2 separate regions of the Drosophila melanogaster genome follow, and region 2 is linked to region 1. Evidence: chromatin contacts called from public Hi-C data. All regions are on one chromosome and are shown on one strand. Each heading gives the region's core, a stretch centred on a gene start, on an enhancer-like site or on the middle of the called end of the contact. The rest is flanking DNA. Distances are from core to core; before and after follow the strand shown.

Region 1 (7,874 bases), core at 3,381-5,880:
GGAGACTTCGGCCCGACTTTGCCCAAAATAAACAGACTGTGTCTTTAAATTGCAATTGAGCCAGGCTACAGAGCAAAAAAAAAAAAGGAAGCTCCCCATTTGCAACCAGCACAAAAGGACAATAAATCAATGAGGGGAAAGTCCTCTTTGATATCCTGCTGCAGATTCCCTTTATTCCGTGTTCAACCTGCCGCAGCTTTGGGCAAATTATTTGCCACATTTTACTTTTATTTCGCATTTTGGCCAAAAAGTAAATTGTTTGCCAATATTTTTTGCTGCTCGCTTTTTGCCGCCGTCGTGCACACAATTGAAACAAAGATAACTTTGAAACAGTTGTAAAGTGAAAATTGCACGGAATGCAGCCCGCCTCCTTGCGAATATATTTTTTCTTATTTATTTAATGCCCGCCGCTCTCCACGAGACAACAATTGCTACCCGTGCTATCCCCCGAAAAAAAAGTGCCAAAAAATCGGCGCAAACAAAAGGGTGCCCCCTGCCACCCAACCCTTGCAACACCCCCTTAAAAAAGGTGTTGCCAAAGGGCAGGCAAAATTGCAGCGCCAAAGAGGAGGCTCTAAAAAAAAAGGAGTGAGCAGGCACAATTTAACATGTAAACGATTTTGGTTAACGGGTGCTGGCATTGAGAAAAACCGGAGTGGAAAACCCAGGGAAAGCCATGAAATTGGCGAGTGGAGAGGGTTCAGAAGGGCACTTCCCTTCTGATTGGCGTTCAATTGCAATAAATTTCGCACAATTGCACAATAATTGTTAAAAGTTTTAAATAAACAAAAATAGTCAACAGCTCTATTGTGGTAGCGCCAACTGAAAAAGTTTCAATTGCACTCGATGGGCTTTATTTCGGAGTTGTTTTTTTTTCGAGCGCGTACAATTTATACACGAGTCGAGAGGACCAAGTGAATATCAATTAGCCAAGTTAAGCCCAACTTTGGTTGTACTTGCTGAATTAATGAAGTACGTTTCAACTGGCTGAAGCTTCGGTTTTTGGTATTCAGTTTGGTATTTATATATATGTAAATTAATATGCCAATTTTTAAATAACTCATAACTATTGCTATTCTGACAAATGTAATCGTTAAAGTATTTCAGAGATCTCTTTAAAATGGCGAATTTAGTTTGTGCGTTATTAAGATTTTTCGAATATTATTCAAACTAATTAAAGTAACTATTTCGCTCCCTTTGAGGAACAAGATGCCAAAGTATCTCATGGATGGCCGGGCATATTTCCTTCACGATTTCCCCTGCTTTGAACACCTCTGCGGCATATTTCTCTAATTGCTTTCGGCTCGCCAACGCATTGCAACTCCAATTTCAGAGCGTAGAACGCCCACACCACGACATCACACGCGTTTCTGCATATTTTTTCAAGGTAAATCGCAGAAATAGTTCGCCCCGGGACACATATGTTTCCCTACCCTCCAGATAGACCTACTATATATGTACATATGTACAATATGTACATTTGTGCAGATGCAGGGAAAAAAGGACAGGGACACGAACGCGGACACGGCTCGCTTGGCTATTAAAATTTCACACTCAGCAAAGCAAAATGCTACAAATAAAATAAACGTGGCAGCAGCAACTAGCAACTAGCAACGTGCAACGTGCAACATGCAGCAGGCAGCAAGCAGCAAGCAGCAAGCAGCACGCAGCATCAGCTTGCTGAACAAACAAATAAAGCAGAAAGGGCAGAAAGGAGAACTCTATTTATAGGCGATCGTCTGGCTCCGAATCTGCACCTTTGCATTTGCCACTTGAAGGGGCACAACGTGGCCACCTTTGTGCCCATTCGAAAGTGGAGAGTAGACCAGGGCAAAGGTGCGACACTGAAAGAAACCGTCACTTTAAAGTCCGTTTTTTTTTTTTGGAAGGAGTGGAGTGCAGGGCAGAAACCCCTTCATATATATTTTGTATCTTTCGCTGGCAATTGTTCTCAGTGCACGGATCTCTAGGTAGGCAAGCCCTCGAAAGGGCATTCCAAATTTAGAGCGATTATCGGGACAACTCCACATGCCGCTCACATGTGTGGCTGTGCCCAAAGCCGATTGCCACTTGAGATCGGACTTGGACCCTCCTGGAATTCCAATACGATTCGATTCGATTCGGTTCGAGACGGGTTCGTTCTCCACTCGATTGCGGCCATAAATATTCGCACGTCTGAAACTCGACGAGGCAAACAACTGAGCCGTAAACCTTCCCACAGGTTTTCATTTACAAATTAATTGCGACTGTCTGATAGTGTCGTTTTTCGCATTTCCCCCTTATTTTTTTATTATTTTTTTTTTTTTTGTGTTTTGTTTTTCCACTGGCAATTAGCTAGCTCTGTACTAAGTGTTTTTGCACTCGCTCTCATTTGCAGGCAATTTATATCATAAATATGCTAACCACGTTCATTGACTGCAAATGAGCGCAGGCCCGGAGGTCTGTTTATAATTAAGTGCTAGAATTTATGTTTATTTGCATTAAATATCATCGAACCCCTCTTCGCCAGCGGGCGCCACCTGTCGTCCATTTGTCTGCAACTGCGTCAGCAATCGCTAAACAATTTTCCGGTGCCCCAAAGAATTTCCCTCACCTGTCGGCGCTAGAGCGCGGAAAATTGTCGTGACAATCGGCTGTCAGTGAAATATTAAAAAACACTTTGGCCACTGACAAGCGGGGAAAAGCTGGGGAAAGTCAGGTGGAAAATTCGACGAGCAAATAAATTATTGGAATGAAAATGTTGAATTTTTTCAAAAGCGTAGAACGGCGCAGGAGAAATAAATAAATTTGCATTAGCCGGGCTTAGTCGAAATATGTCTGGCTAATAAAAGTTGGCAATAAAAACGAGCACATAAAATTAGTGGGTGTATCTCGGGTGTCCGTCCATCCTGCAGATACAAATGTATCTTTTCTCGCTTATTTTGCCATTGATTTACGCCGCCTGCCCATCTACGTATTATTTATAATATTCAGACCTCCCCCACATCCGTTTATCTACCCTATTTTTGAATATTTTTCGCTGCGCGTGTTTTCCACCGCACAGGTGAACCAAAAAAAAAAAAAAACAGAACAGAATACGAATCGGCAGCAAACACTTGACATCGTTCCAGAAGATTTCCCCTCGGCTAGATTTTGATTGCTGGCGTTTTTTGTTTTGTTTTTGGCAAACGTGCGGTCGCCCATAAATTGCCCCAGAAGTCCCCCCTCGCAAACATTCGAAAGAATAAAAAACATAATGCCCCAATCAACATTTTGGCAACTGTCAAAGCAGGAGATTCGTGGCTTTTATTTTTTTAATAACTTTGAATTTTAGAAAGTATTTTCAAAATGCAAAACTATAGTATCTTTCCAACGTGGGCCCATAAAGTTCAGGTTGAAATGAAAGATTTCAAATACCTTCGTCTTTGAAGAATTCAAATGCCCGGCGCTCTCTCTTTCGATTTCTTCTAACACACACCTAACACTATCAATCAACTTCAATTGGTTCGCGTTGGTCGCAAAATAGTTGAAGCCGAAAGATGAGACCGAACCTATAGAAATACACGAAAAACGCTCGAGTACCGTTCTGAAAAAAAAAAAACAGAAACAAATACAAGAAATTCCTTTTCACTTCGTTTCGGTGGCGCACAAATTGAAATTAATTTGCGGGACACTTTCAATATTTCAGCAGCAGCAGCGTTACGGGGCGGAAAAATAAAAGTGTAAAACCGATTGCGTTAATAATTCCTCGGTTATGAACAATTGATTGGGCTAAATGAGCTGGTGACACACTTGTTGAGCTCCACGTTTTTCACCACGAGCGCAGTTTTTCTTTGGGGCACATTATGCTGATGAAACCAAATGTAGGGGCCATAAAAAAGTGTTGTCGTTTTACAACTTTCAATAAAAATGTCATTAGGCGGACCAGGCGAAATAAATTCTTGAACTCAAAATTATATAAACTATTTAGTCCGAAGATACGGAATCGAAAGATAGGGATCTACGTGTGTCAGCTGTTGTCCCATAATGACTTTTAATGGCTTCTTAAGTGATAAAGGTGGGAGGCATCCAGCGATGAAGCATCATCATCGGTTTTAATTCCTTTTTGATCGGAGCCCGCATCGAAATCAATTAAGATTGCAACTATTGAAAGTGAAAACGTGCAATGAACTTTCGTAGATTGCGCTTGATTGAACCGACAGCCCTCAGATACAGATACTTCTGGCAGAAAGGTGGCGATAAAACAGGGTTCATTCATTCAGTGCCCGTATGTGAGTATCGCGCATCTGAGTATTCGAGTATTCGAGTATTCGAGTATCCCAGTATTCCAGTATTCCAGTATCTGAGTAACTGAGTATCTGTCTTCGTCTGCCGCCAGTTAATTGGCTTAAATTAAGGTAGCGATCAAATGGCAATGGGAACAAAGACTCGCTCTGTTGTGCCCTCTACACACTCTATAGGAAAAACAAACAGAAACAGACCCAAAGAACAGAAACTCCATTTTGTGAAGTCTTCCACCTTCTCAGATACAGATACAAAGTTTCAGAGTAGCGCGAGAGCGAGAGGGCAATTGAGTGACCCTCGGGGGAACAAAGCAACAGCAATCTTCTGGGACCGCGTCTTGCCTCTCTGTCTGCCCGTCTCTTTCTTCTCCTTCGCCATGGCTGAACGCTTTTTTCAACTGATTAAGTCAACTCTTCTCTCTCAAGTGTGCGTGCGTTCTTCAATTCTTCCACTTCTTTTCTCCGCTTCTTTTGCCCGTTTCTGTTTTCTTTTCTTTTCTTTTTTTTTTTGTTTTTTGGTTTCTGTGGCGGATCGAAAGAAACCATGAGATCATCGCCTCTACGGATTTCAGTCTTGCGTGAAGGCCTGCGAAGTTGATTTGCCACGAAATTAAGTCGATCCACCAGTTCTTGGGAACACAGAGAAAATAAGATTCAATCAGCCATTCAGTTTGAAATCTATACATTTTCTTAGAGTAACTTTAAAGTTCTCATCGTTCTGAATTATAACTTTTGTCATCTCTATATGTAAGTTAGCCCCGAATTTCTCTCTGTGGATTCTGCAGCACCTCAGCCAGCAGTTCGCCCCACTCACACTACATACTTCTCATTTGGTTTTCGAGTTCCCTTTCGCATATTTTATGGTTCTTAAACGATCTGACAGTTAATTTGTTTTCCTCCCCCATCTCTCCGCAGTTCCCTCGCTGGCCTCCACTTTGCTCCACCACAACCAGTCGCCGAAGCACAGCAATCCGGGATCCAGTGGGATCCAGGATGCCCATCCCAACCAGCCAGGTGCCGCTGCAGATGCCTTCCTGGTCAAGTGTACCCAGTGCCACAAGCGATTCCCCGAGTATCAGGTAAGATTTGGATAACCAACAAAAGCCTAGTTACTGAGCAGTACAAATAATTATTGCTCATTAATTCTTGGTAATTTTTGATTTAAGAGTAATTCAGCTTAGGAAATTAAAGAACTTTCGTCAGTAGGATTGAAGTAGGGGAAATGCCAAGTGATTATGATTATAGGGCCAAGTTCATGGGGCTAAACGCCAGATAAGCGCCATCTTAATCAAGTAATAAATTTAAATCCTTTTTCATTCACTTTCACAGTCCCTCAGCGAGCACATTGCCAGCGAGCATCCCCACGACAAGCTGAACTGCGGAGCTGCCCAGCCGGAGAGCGATGCCGAGGACGAGCAGAGCAACATGAGCGGCAGCAGCAGGCGGTACGCCAAGTCGCCGCTGGCCAGCAACAACAACAGCAGCACCGCCAACGCCAACAACAACAGCACCAGCAGCCAGTCCATGAACAACAACAGCGAGCTGGCCAAGAACCACAACAGTGCTAACAAAATGTCGCCGATGTGCTCACCTGGCTCCCTCACGCCCGGCGACCTCTTCGCCCAGCTGCAGCATCCGCCGCCCCAACTGCCGCCCCACCTGCACGCCCAGTTCATGGCCGCCGCCGCCTCCCTGGCCATGCAGTCCGCCCGCACCGCCAGCTCGCCCAGCCAACAGCAGCAGCAGCAACTGCAACAGCAGCAGCAACTGCAGCAGCAGCAGCAGCATCAAATGGCCATGCAGCAACTGCTGCCGCCGCAACTGCCCGGCAGCAACAGCAGCGTGGGCAGCAACTCCGCCTACGATTTGGATCTCAGCGCCCCACGCTCCACATCCAGTCCGGGCTCCACCACCGGCGACCTGAGTGGCGCCTATCCATGCATGCAGTGCACCGCCTCCTTCGCCAGCCGCGAGCAACTCGAGCAGCACGAGCAGCTCCACTCGCCATGCGGACCGGCGGCGGTCAGCAATGTCTCCCAGGTGAGTTGGACACAACCATCCAAAAAAAAAGCACATCAATGTGCTAATATAATATCCAAAGAACTATTTAAAGAGTAAAGACGTAGTAAGGGTTTCTATATATAGAATGTCAAGGCTGAAGTTCTGTAGGCATGAATGAGGCAGAGTTTATAGTATACCTAATAATGTTTAAAAATATTTTATATACACGCATATGTCCGAGAAGTGATAATAGCTTTGAGTCAGTGAGTCACATGTCCAAAATAATGTTTCTTGGGACAATCAGCTCGAAAAGCCGTGGAATCCAGTGACTAAACCTGCGGAATGCGGTGCGAGGATCGAAATTCCTGGAAGCGTCCGATAAGAGAGAAGTTACTTGTTCTTATCCCTCGCCTTCCACTTGCTTACGTGTTGGAGACCGCTGCTCATGCGCAGTCGGAATCTGAATGCCCGCGATGGATGCAGGCGGGCAGGGATGGCAGGGATGGCAGGAGATGGTTCTGGGGGCACTTGATCTTTGAACACATCACGGCGGTCGTAGCACAATGCGTGGGCTTTGTTCGCGGCTAACGGGAAATGAGCCAACCGATAACGGCAGTGCGGTGCCAAGTACGGCATCCAATCAAACCCCATGCCATCCGATCCGGATCCCGAGCCAACCTTATGCATATTTCCTGTTGACAAATCGTCAAAAAAAAAAAAAAAAAAAAAAAAACAGCAACGCAAGTAGCTAAGATATGCATATTTCGAAAAACAAACAGCACACACTCGATAGTGACTAAGAGTAAACTACTCACTTGGAATTTAGTTTTTTTTTTTTTTTTTCAAATATGACCTCAAGGTTTTTTTCTCCGTGCACGCCACAAGCACTGGCACTTTTAAAGACGCGTTTCGAGAAACGCGCCTCACTCTTATCGCCTACCGCCATTCGACTTTTGTTTTATCGGCGTGGGGCAACAACAAAACAATAGTAAACTATGATAAGGGGCATAAAAATAAAACGTAGGCGTTCACCGGACCGAAGGAAAAATAGTAAAAACGAAATTCCCCAATGGCGGCGACGGGGAAAAACAATTGGGGGTGTTATCACAAGGGTATATAAAAAGTGTGTGCCTATGTGTGTGTGTGTGTGTGTGTGTGTAGAAATATGTTGAAATATGGGGGAAGACTGTCTGTCAGTCACACGCTCATAACTCCCAATTGTGCAGTTGTTGTTTTTTCTAAGGCCTGCCAGCGTGATAAGGCATTGTTGCCTCAGGCAAGTGGAACCTGATAACACCTAACCACACGACCCCGCCCACTTGGTTTTCCACTCGCCTCCGCTTTTCCTGTCCTTCGTCGCCATCTTGGCCTTATGTGGCGGCACACGAGTTGTAAAAAGAAAATACCCAGGCCTGTCTCGTACGTCACACACGCGATAAGGAGAAAGTGGGAAACGGGTCAGGGATCACAGGGAGAGGCGGAGCAGGCACTGGTTCACCTTGGAGCTACCCAGCGGCCATTAAAGCCACATAAATTATAATTTTGTTGCACTCCCCCAATACAGAATACAGTCTCCATCCAAAGTTTTCCCCCCACCACTGCTGGTCATAA
Region 2 (7,874 bases), core at 3,299-5,798, 950 kb after region 1:
ACAGATACAAATGCACACATGCCGTATACGGCACATGGGGAGTAATGCCGCCACACTAGATACCAGATACTAGATACATAGATTCGTCCGCCGCTTATTTGTCGGTCGTGCTTCAGTGATCTCTGTCATTTGCAGTTGCCCATTTCCTTTTTTATCCCCCACTTCCACATCCAGTCGTCATTCGCCCGGCGCACCCCTTTTGATCACTCTTCCAGTTCCAGTGCCTTCTGGTGGCTTCCAGTGGCTGCAACACTTGCGGTGTTTTTCTGAATGAACCAATGGAGTGAATGTGTGAATGAGTAATCCATGTACGCAACATGTTTGCACTGCACAAATTATTTGGACTCAATGTATTGATTGTGTAACTCGGCTTTACGTTTATTTAATCGCAATAACTAAAGTGAGCTACAACTCTATACGTTGGTTACTATTCTTGGGAGGAAGGAAACCTGACAACCCTGGCCAAGGGGCAACTCTACACTTGCACCTGTGCTCCACGCTAAGCCACAAATTCAATTATGCAAATCAAGATCACAGCCCAAAAAACACAATCTTCGTCTCCGATCTGCATTTGTCTTTGTATGTTATGTTTATTTGTTACTTCTGTCGTTGTTTTTAATTCGCTAACCCACTTCACACAGTGGCAGCAACAACAAAAATCGTGAATTATACTTTGTATTGGGGCGAAAAGGAAACGAATGCCCAGTCTCAGATCACACATAAATTTTGCGGTTGTTTTGTTAATGAAACGACAAGAGCAGCACTATGCGCTCTTTACTATATATTTCCCGCTCTCCGCGAAAGCTTTTCTGTTTGTTTGCCCCACACACACAAAGACACTTGTGAACACCTTGCGCTCACTTAACATTATGCTCGAATTATAACTGTTGTTTAGCCGGCGATCGAAACGGTTAAAGCAGCAATGAAAGAGGGAAAAGAGAAAGAGGATGACATGACTAACAACGCAAACGCGATCTGAACATATGCATTGTTGTTTTCGCTCGTAGAAACCCATAAAAAGTCGAAACAGTAAAAGTCCAAGCGGCGTATACGCAATATCAGCGGGGGATAGGAAAAGGCAGAACTCTCTTATCTATTCTTCTCTCACTCTCCCTTAAGTACACAGGGCAAGAAATGTTAAAACATTTTTAACAAATAATGATTGAAATAATACAGGAAATTTTTCCGGTGCATTGGTTTAGTGCACGTGACTCTTTCACAAATTCTACTTAAATGTATCTGCCATCTTGCGCCGATTTCCTGCCCCTTTTTCGTATTCAACAATTATTCGGAACCAAATTTGCACAATACATTCCTTGATTATTGTTATTTAAAATGATTTTATATTTATTTATTTCATTCGCAAGTGCCAGCTGCCATGCTAAATAAATGTCTGTTGTGCGCGGTTTCCCCGTGTATATTCATGTGGTATACCTTTTCATCCACACGATACTCCTTTTCATATTCTGGGGCTTGTGGCATTACAAGTAAATGAAATTTTTCTTGAATGCATTTCTGATTTGAATCACCTTCGCGGAGAACGCCAGGTATTTCGCTTTCGGGGTTCTGCTGCCCCGATTGCCCATCCTGATAGCATACAAGTCGCGCGTGTACCCCATATATCTCCTTTTTTAATTAGCAATCTGCACAAAAACTCCGACTACTGCAAAAACCTAAATTCAAAAGTGGAACACAAACAAAAAACGCTCAAAAGTCAGCAAAAAAATGAGGAATCAACGAAAAATACAAGAAACAGAAAAGGTCAGTGACCAAAATATGTTTTGTAACTCAGGCAGAAATCTTCGCGAAAAGAGAATGGGCCGAAAAAAGCTAAGCAAAAGACGGAAACCAGAAGGCAGCAGTGGTAACCCTCCAGATATAGTTACAGTTGCCCAAAGATCATAAATTTTTACTTACATGGATATCAAAGATTCATAATAAATTTAAAGAACAATTACCAAATAAAACCTAATGTTATTTCTTAAGGATTTCTAGTAATTTCCGGACCCCAAACACGTAGTTAGGCTTATTTCACAATTTCCGCCTGCTGGCTGAAATTAAATATTTTTTTTACCGTTTTAAGCCTTTTGCAGGCCTTACAAGCATACATACGCATGCACTATAATTCAATTAACGACGTCGACGCCGCTGCCGGCGCAGCTCAATGTCCGCGTCAAGTATACGCCCTGTGGTGCCTGAAAAACTGAAGAACTCAAAAATCACTCACCCACACAATCGGCGGTGGATGTGTTCATCTGCCAGCCGTTTCCTATTTTGCATTCTTCAACGAATGGCAGCCACAAAAGCGAATTTCAAAAAGGAGAGCGGATGGCCAGGCATTTGACTTAAGGCTGCGAACTTATAGTACGCCGCTGTGTTTGTGCGGGAAAAGGCAACATCAGCGAAAAGAAATAAACACACAGAGGTAGACAGCACACTACGAAATGCAAATGAAATGTAATTGAAAGCAGCGCTGCCAACGCCTCTGCTACCCTTAAGCTTTGCCAGGGGACGGTGTCCGTTCCGTTTGTCCGTGTGTGGGACAACCGGAGGTTGGGGATACAAGGCGGGCACAGTGGAGCTGTGTTCAAATTCCACATTGCCCTTTTTGTTTTCATAATTGGACTTACAATCAATCTTGAAGGTTGTAGCTCAAAACAAATATACATTCCTGACAGTCCTTACAGAAATTCCGTTGAAATTCCATGTTGAGCTCAAAACGATAATATGACATATAAGCGTCCAAGAAGTACTGAGATTTATCATAACTATTATGCCAAATCCTCAAAAATCCTTTTTACCCAAAATCATCGCATATGCCCCACTGTACCGCTCGCAGGGAAGCAAAGAGCACATGACAATAAGAAAAAAGCTGTGTATATTTTAATCCTCTCAAAGAGGATTTTTCGATTGCGGCCGCCGCTGTTGGGGCCATTTGCACACGACACCAGCAGCGTGCTTCCCAGGGCGAGTGAATGGGGGTGAGGTGGGGTGGTGTGGTGTGGGTGGTAGGCGGAGGAGGAGAGGAACAGGCGAACGGGGAAGACAGAAAACGAGAAGCCAGCAGAGATGTTTTCCTCGTAGCCTTCAAGGAGCGCAGACGAGGAAAGTCACCTCTAAAAAGCAAGCAGCACGCAGATATCCCCACAAAACGTCGCAGATACAAGGCACACACAAATAAAAAGCACACACAGATACTCACGCACACGGGCGGACAGTGGGCGATAAGCTTAATTGAGTGCGCAGCGGTGTGGGGGACGATGGGTGGTGGGTGGTGGGAGGAGGTAGGAGGCGCAGGAGGAAGTGGAAGTGGAGACTATGGGGATGGCATTCGCACACATACCATACCACAAAACGGACGCACACACGGCAGGAGAGCAAGGAGAACGCTATCAAAAAAATTTAAGAAATTAAAAAGTGAAATATATGGCGACGCCGACCGCGGCAGAGGCCCACGAAACGCACGAAGAGAAAGCAGCAGACTGCGTGCTTTTTCTGGGCATACCCCTTAGTGAACATCCTAGAAAGGGGATATGGGCACACTAAACAGCTATGTACGTCAAGGGTAACAAAATGTGCTGCACAGTCTATATAAATCTAATAACTTACAGGAGATTGTTGCTTTAAACAATGGTTAGTTTTAAATGTGGATATTTACCAGAAAATGTACTTACCATAATATATAATTTATAAATAACCAAAAAATGTTACCCCGCATCCTAAAAGTAATGGGCATAGCCCCGATGACTCCCCCACTTACGTATTTCTCGTCGTTTCCTTTGTTGCTTTTTTGCCCAGCCGATCAAGGCGATTCCAAACGTACGATCCTCGCGATTCGCTCTTTCTGTCCCTCATTTGAGTGCCCCATTTAGCTTTTCGATTCGATCGGTGGGCCTTTGAGGGGATATCGCCGCATGGCCGGGTGCAGCTGTTTTCAAAAGTTTCGTCAGAGGATCGCTGGCTGGATCCCACAATTGGGTCGTTTATAAATATCCGCACCGAGTTTTCTAGTTTCTACTAACGACGGCAGGAAGAACGCCCCATGCCACCAACATTTGGGGTGTATATCAACCGAAAAGAAAAGTTTCGATGCGAGACCGAAGGAGGCATCTGATTTGAGTTCACTAAAGTTTTCCCCGCGGAGAAAGCCCAAAGCAAACACATGGGCCTGTGTGATTCGTTACTTTCGAAGAATGCCGGCATTCTAATTTCGATTCTCTCTTCTTCTCCGCTGTTATCGCAGCAAAGCGAAGAAAGCTTTCTCATCGGCCATGAGTCCAAAATTCTGGCGGCTCCTAGGAAAGGGCAATCGGGCATGAATCATGGGCGGCAAGGCCTCTGCAGCTGGTGCCTTTATCAGGCGTGTCCCAACGACCAAAGTACATGCATGTGTACACACTGCTATCGTGGAGGTACTTCCTTCGTCCGTCTTATCAGCAAAACGCGGTTAAGAGAACTACAAACATACATACGCAAAGCACGCGCACTGATGAACTCACATTCTCCAGAATCGGAGGGAATCGCAGGAAATGGGCAACAAGCCCGTTCTTGGACCCTAATCGCATATCCCTCCGTTCCCCAAAATTATGCATACTAACACTGGATTCCTTTGCATACTCGTAGTTCTCCTCCCAACACTCAAAGTGCTTGCTGCTTTGCGTTTCAGAATAACGCCTTCAACACTATTAAGATTTCGCAATTATCAGCGACTTTTGAGGGGTTCTGGTGGTTGTGCGGTGGCCATGTGTAGAGCGCTGGTGGATCGTCGAGTGGCCAACCAAGTGTGTCAGTGCGAATGCTGAGCTGCGGAACTTTCCCCGTCCGGCGGTGACCCGCATTTCGAATGTCTAAATTAAGGACACCGCCATAAAAAGCTCTGCGAATGCGAGGGCAAATGACTGTGTGGGTCGAGGCGTGAAGCGGTCGCAGCAACAAAAACGCAGGCATAGATCAATAATGCTGACAGCCCTGAGGCTCTGGGGAAGGGGCTGTGGGCTGTTCAAGGGGCAGGCGGGGCTGGTGGAGTGTTGCAAGATCGTCGAGGAGAGACGCCCTTTTATGGCACTGCTGTGAGTGACTGCATTTTTTGCCTGACAAATGATAGCCGAAAACGATGTGGTAATCAACGGCCCAAACTAGTCAACTAGTTTTTGAGTCCCCCATTGGTGGTTAGGCTTTTGGAAAAGAAAAAATATTGTACGGAGAGGCAAATATTGAGTACGGAGAAAATAAAACACTAAAATCCCTAGCTACATGCTGAGCTGATCTCGTCGAGTAACTTATACATATGTGCATAGATAAATAATACATTTTTGGATAAAAAACCAGTAACTTGTTCTATTTCTGAAATAAATCAACATCCCTCTGACGATGCCCACAAATCAGTCATTGGAAGTCGCAGTTTTCCAGCTTCCACATCCCGCCGATCGACAGGGTGAGCTCACCCAACCGAGGGCAACTAGTTTTCCCCGTCCTCCCCCAAAGCCAGCCCCATCCCTTCCCTGCCGCTGCCCCTCCTCCTGCACCCCGTGTCACCAAGCTCATTTCATAGTTCATAGCCGAAGAGCAGAGCGGTTCTTTGTTGTTTTCGTTGGCGTTCACTCCTCCGCAAATGTTTGCCTTATATGATTGGAACCAGTACGGATATACACACATATCCACATATCGGATGTGTTACAGACATGTGGTTGTGTATCTTTGGGGACATGCTGTTGTTTTTGCTATTATACGCACAATGGGACAAACAGACTTTCGGTTTTAATTTTCTTACCATAATTATATGTAGTTTTCTTTCTTAAAATATGTTGTTACCATTGTGCGACCAATACTTACTCCTATTTAAATATACATAATATGGTATTATCCCATATTAAAAGCTATATAACATGTTAAAGAGGAACTTTTCTTAATTACCTAATTTTAAGACAACCCATAAAATGCAAAATTGCCGGCTAAAATCAGGTTTTAAAGAAATACATTAAACTAAATAAATGTATTTTCGAAATGTCAATAAATAAGTTTACGTATCCATCGATTTATAGATACCTTGATGAAGATAACAAACAGTGGAACAAACAATCAATATATAATGAATTGACAATCATTCTCTCTATGTTGTTATAGATATTATTGGATAGTATTTATATTACACATATTTCAACGGTTAAAAAGCTGCTAATGAAGTATCTTCAAATTTAAATGGGAACCAATTCGTTAATCCGTTGCCGACTGCACTTCCTAGGTTGTCACAAATGGCGATAAAAAAATCTCGAATGATCTCCATGGTGCTTCGCGGGGATTCCTCCATGGCGTGTCTATTATTAAATTTCTCTATGAATGAAACTATACACATACATATTTACATTCCATGTTGGTGGGTGGGTAAGTGTGTGTACAAACCTCGGTTACACTTGAATGACAATTTTGAAAACCATGGGGGGGGGGGGTTTTGACTTGGTCCAAAAACCAGAGTCCTACGATGCGAGTGTTGGTGTGGCATTGACAACGGCCCCTCGAAAGCCCCTTCTCTTCGGGGCTTACGTGCTTGGCCGCTAACCTTTTTCCAGTTTGTGTTTTCATTTTTTCCGTTTCTGTTTTTGTTATGCTTTAAGCCAAGCTTTTTCTTTTGGGTGCCTACGTGCAAAGGAATTTTACACTTGGCGAACAAAGGCGCAGAAAGCGCTAGAAACTGCCGGAGCTACAAAAACAACAACGGGACTTTATGACAGCCAAGCGTCGTCGTCGCTAGAAAACGAAGCAGGGAGAATCGCTGGGAAGAGCGAAGACGGCGCGCAAGAACGAAGACCGAAGATCGAAGAGCACAGAGCGGGGGAGAAAGGGAGCAGGAGAGTTATGAATGTAACCAAATCAGAGTAACAATCGTCCATGCATTACAAGGATATGTTTTAAAAGTTGGCTCAGTTGACCGTGAATAAAATACCATTATATATTTTGTACCTAAATTAAGTTCAAAGGAACTGCTGACCTAGGACTCAATTGTTCTCTGTGCAGAAGGAGGGGCTTGGGAGGTTTTAGTCTCCAGACGCGGCGTTCGGCGGCAGGAAGGCGTTAGGGCAGGAGGGTTGTTGGGAAGGGGTTAGGGGAACTGGCAGTCGGCACATGTGCTTGGTGCCAACCTGCGATACCTGTTCCGCCGCTGGCGTCGACGGAACACCAGAATCCGGCCACATAGCCAGCAGCTAGCAGCAGTTACTCAGTTAGTCAGTCATCAACACAGATACGCTGGCACCACTACCCACACGCCTTAACGTTAGGAGAGCTAATGTGCCTCTCTTTCTCTCTGCGGGCCAACTCAGTGGCTTTTGGTGTTTACACGGCACAAATATCGCTAGAGGAAACCAAAAAAAAAGCCAAAAGCCCCTTCGGTCTTGCATCCCCCTCGATCTCACGCACTTTGTTGGGCGAGGCTGGGGTAGGGTGAGGGGAAGGGGGAGCACGCACGCATGTAGAAATCACAGGCTCTGGTGGTTTTCGGTTGACTCGGCGGCTCAGTTAGCTGGATTTTCACACAGTTCGATGTGTTGCGGGGGCGACTATTGCGATTGTGTGTGGGCCACATGTGCCAAGTGTCACGCACACACACACTCGTTTGGGTAGTGGATATATAGTATTGTATGTCCCCCGCCAGACGAGACTTCAACCACAACAACAGCATTCAAGAAAACTAGCACCAGAAACCCACTTTAGGCCGAAGATATTGGGTAACAATTGGCAACCTCTGAGGCCCAAAGGGTCTATAAAGCCCATAAATAAACAGGTTCATTAAGAGATCAGGTGAGACAATCACCTTGTGCGGCGGAAAGACTCACCATGATGGTCGCGGATAAAGGTCGGGTGCTCTGAATGGCATGAGA

What was found. Hi-C and Micro-C count contacts between places; a contact is called where the count stands out from the background.
Region 2: a contact with region 1 is called in a Hi-C map of the Kc167 cell line, with 2.4 times the contacts expected there. The contact joins two enhancer-like sites.

The regions. Positions count from the first base shown.
Region 1 is chr3R:30,768,396-30,776,269 of dm6, forward strand. zfh1 (Zn finger homeodomain 1) reads left to right here. Exons shown (of 5, transcript NM_170522.4): 2 at 5,178-5,341; 3 at 5,592-6,302. Among named protein-coding and RNA genes, the nearest start is that of zfh1, 6.4 kb to the left of the region's middle. Within about 2 kb of position 4,631, at least 24 of the 39 cell types and tissues checked have an H3K27ac peak or open chromatin away from gene starts, as enhancers often do. A contact at or near this core is called in the Kc167 cell line, where this site is marked.
Region 2 is chr3R:31,714,768-31,722,641 of dm6, forward strand. All of the region lies in intron 1 of ttk (tramtrack), which reads left to right. Among named protein-coding and RNA genes, the nearest start is that of ttk, 4.8 kb to the left of the region's middle. Within about 2 kb of position 4,549, at least 14 of the 39 cell types and tissues checked have an H3K27ac peak or open chromatin away from gene starts, as enhancers often do. A contact at or near this core is called in the Kc167 cell line, where this site is marked.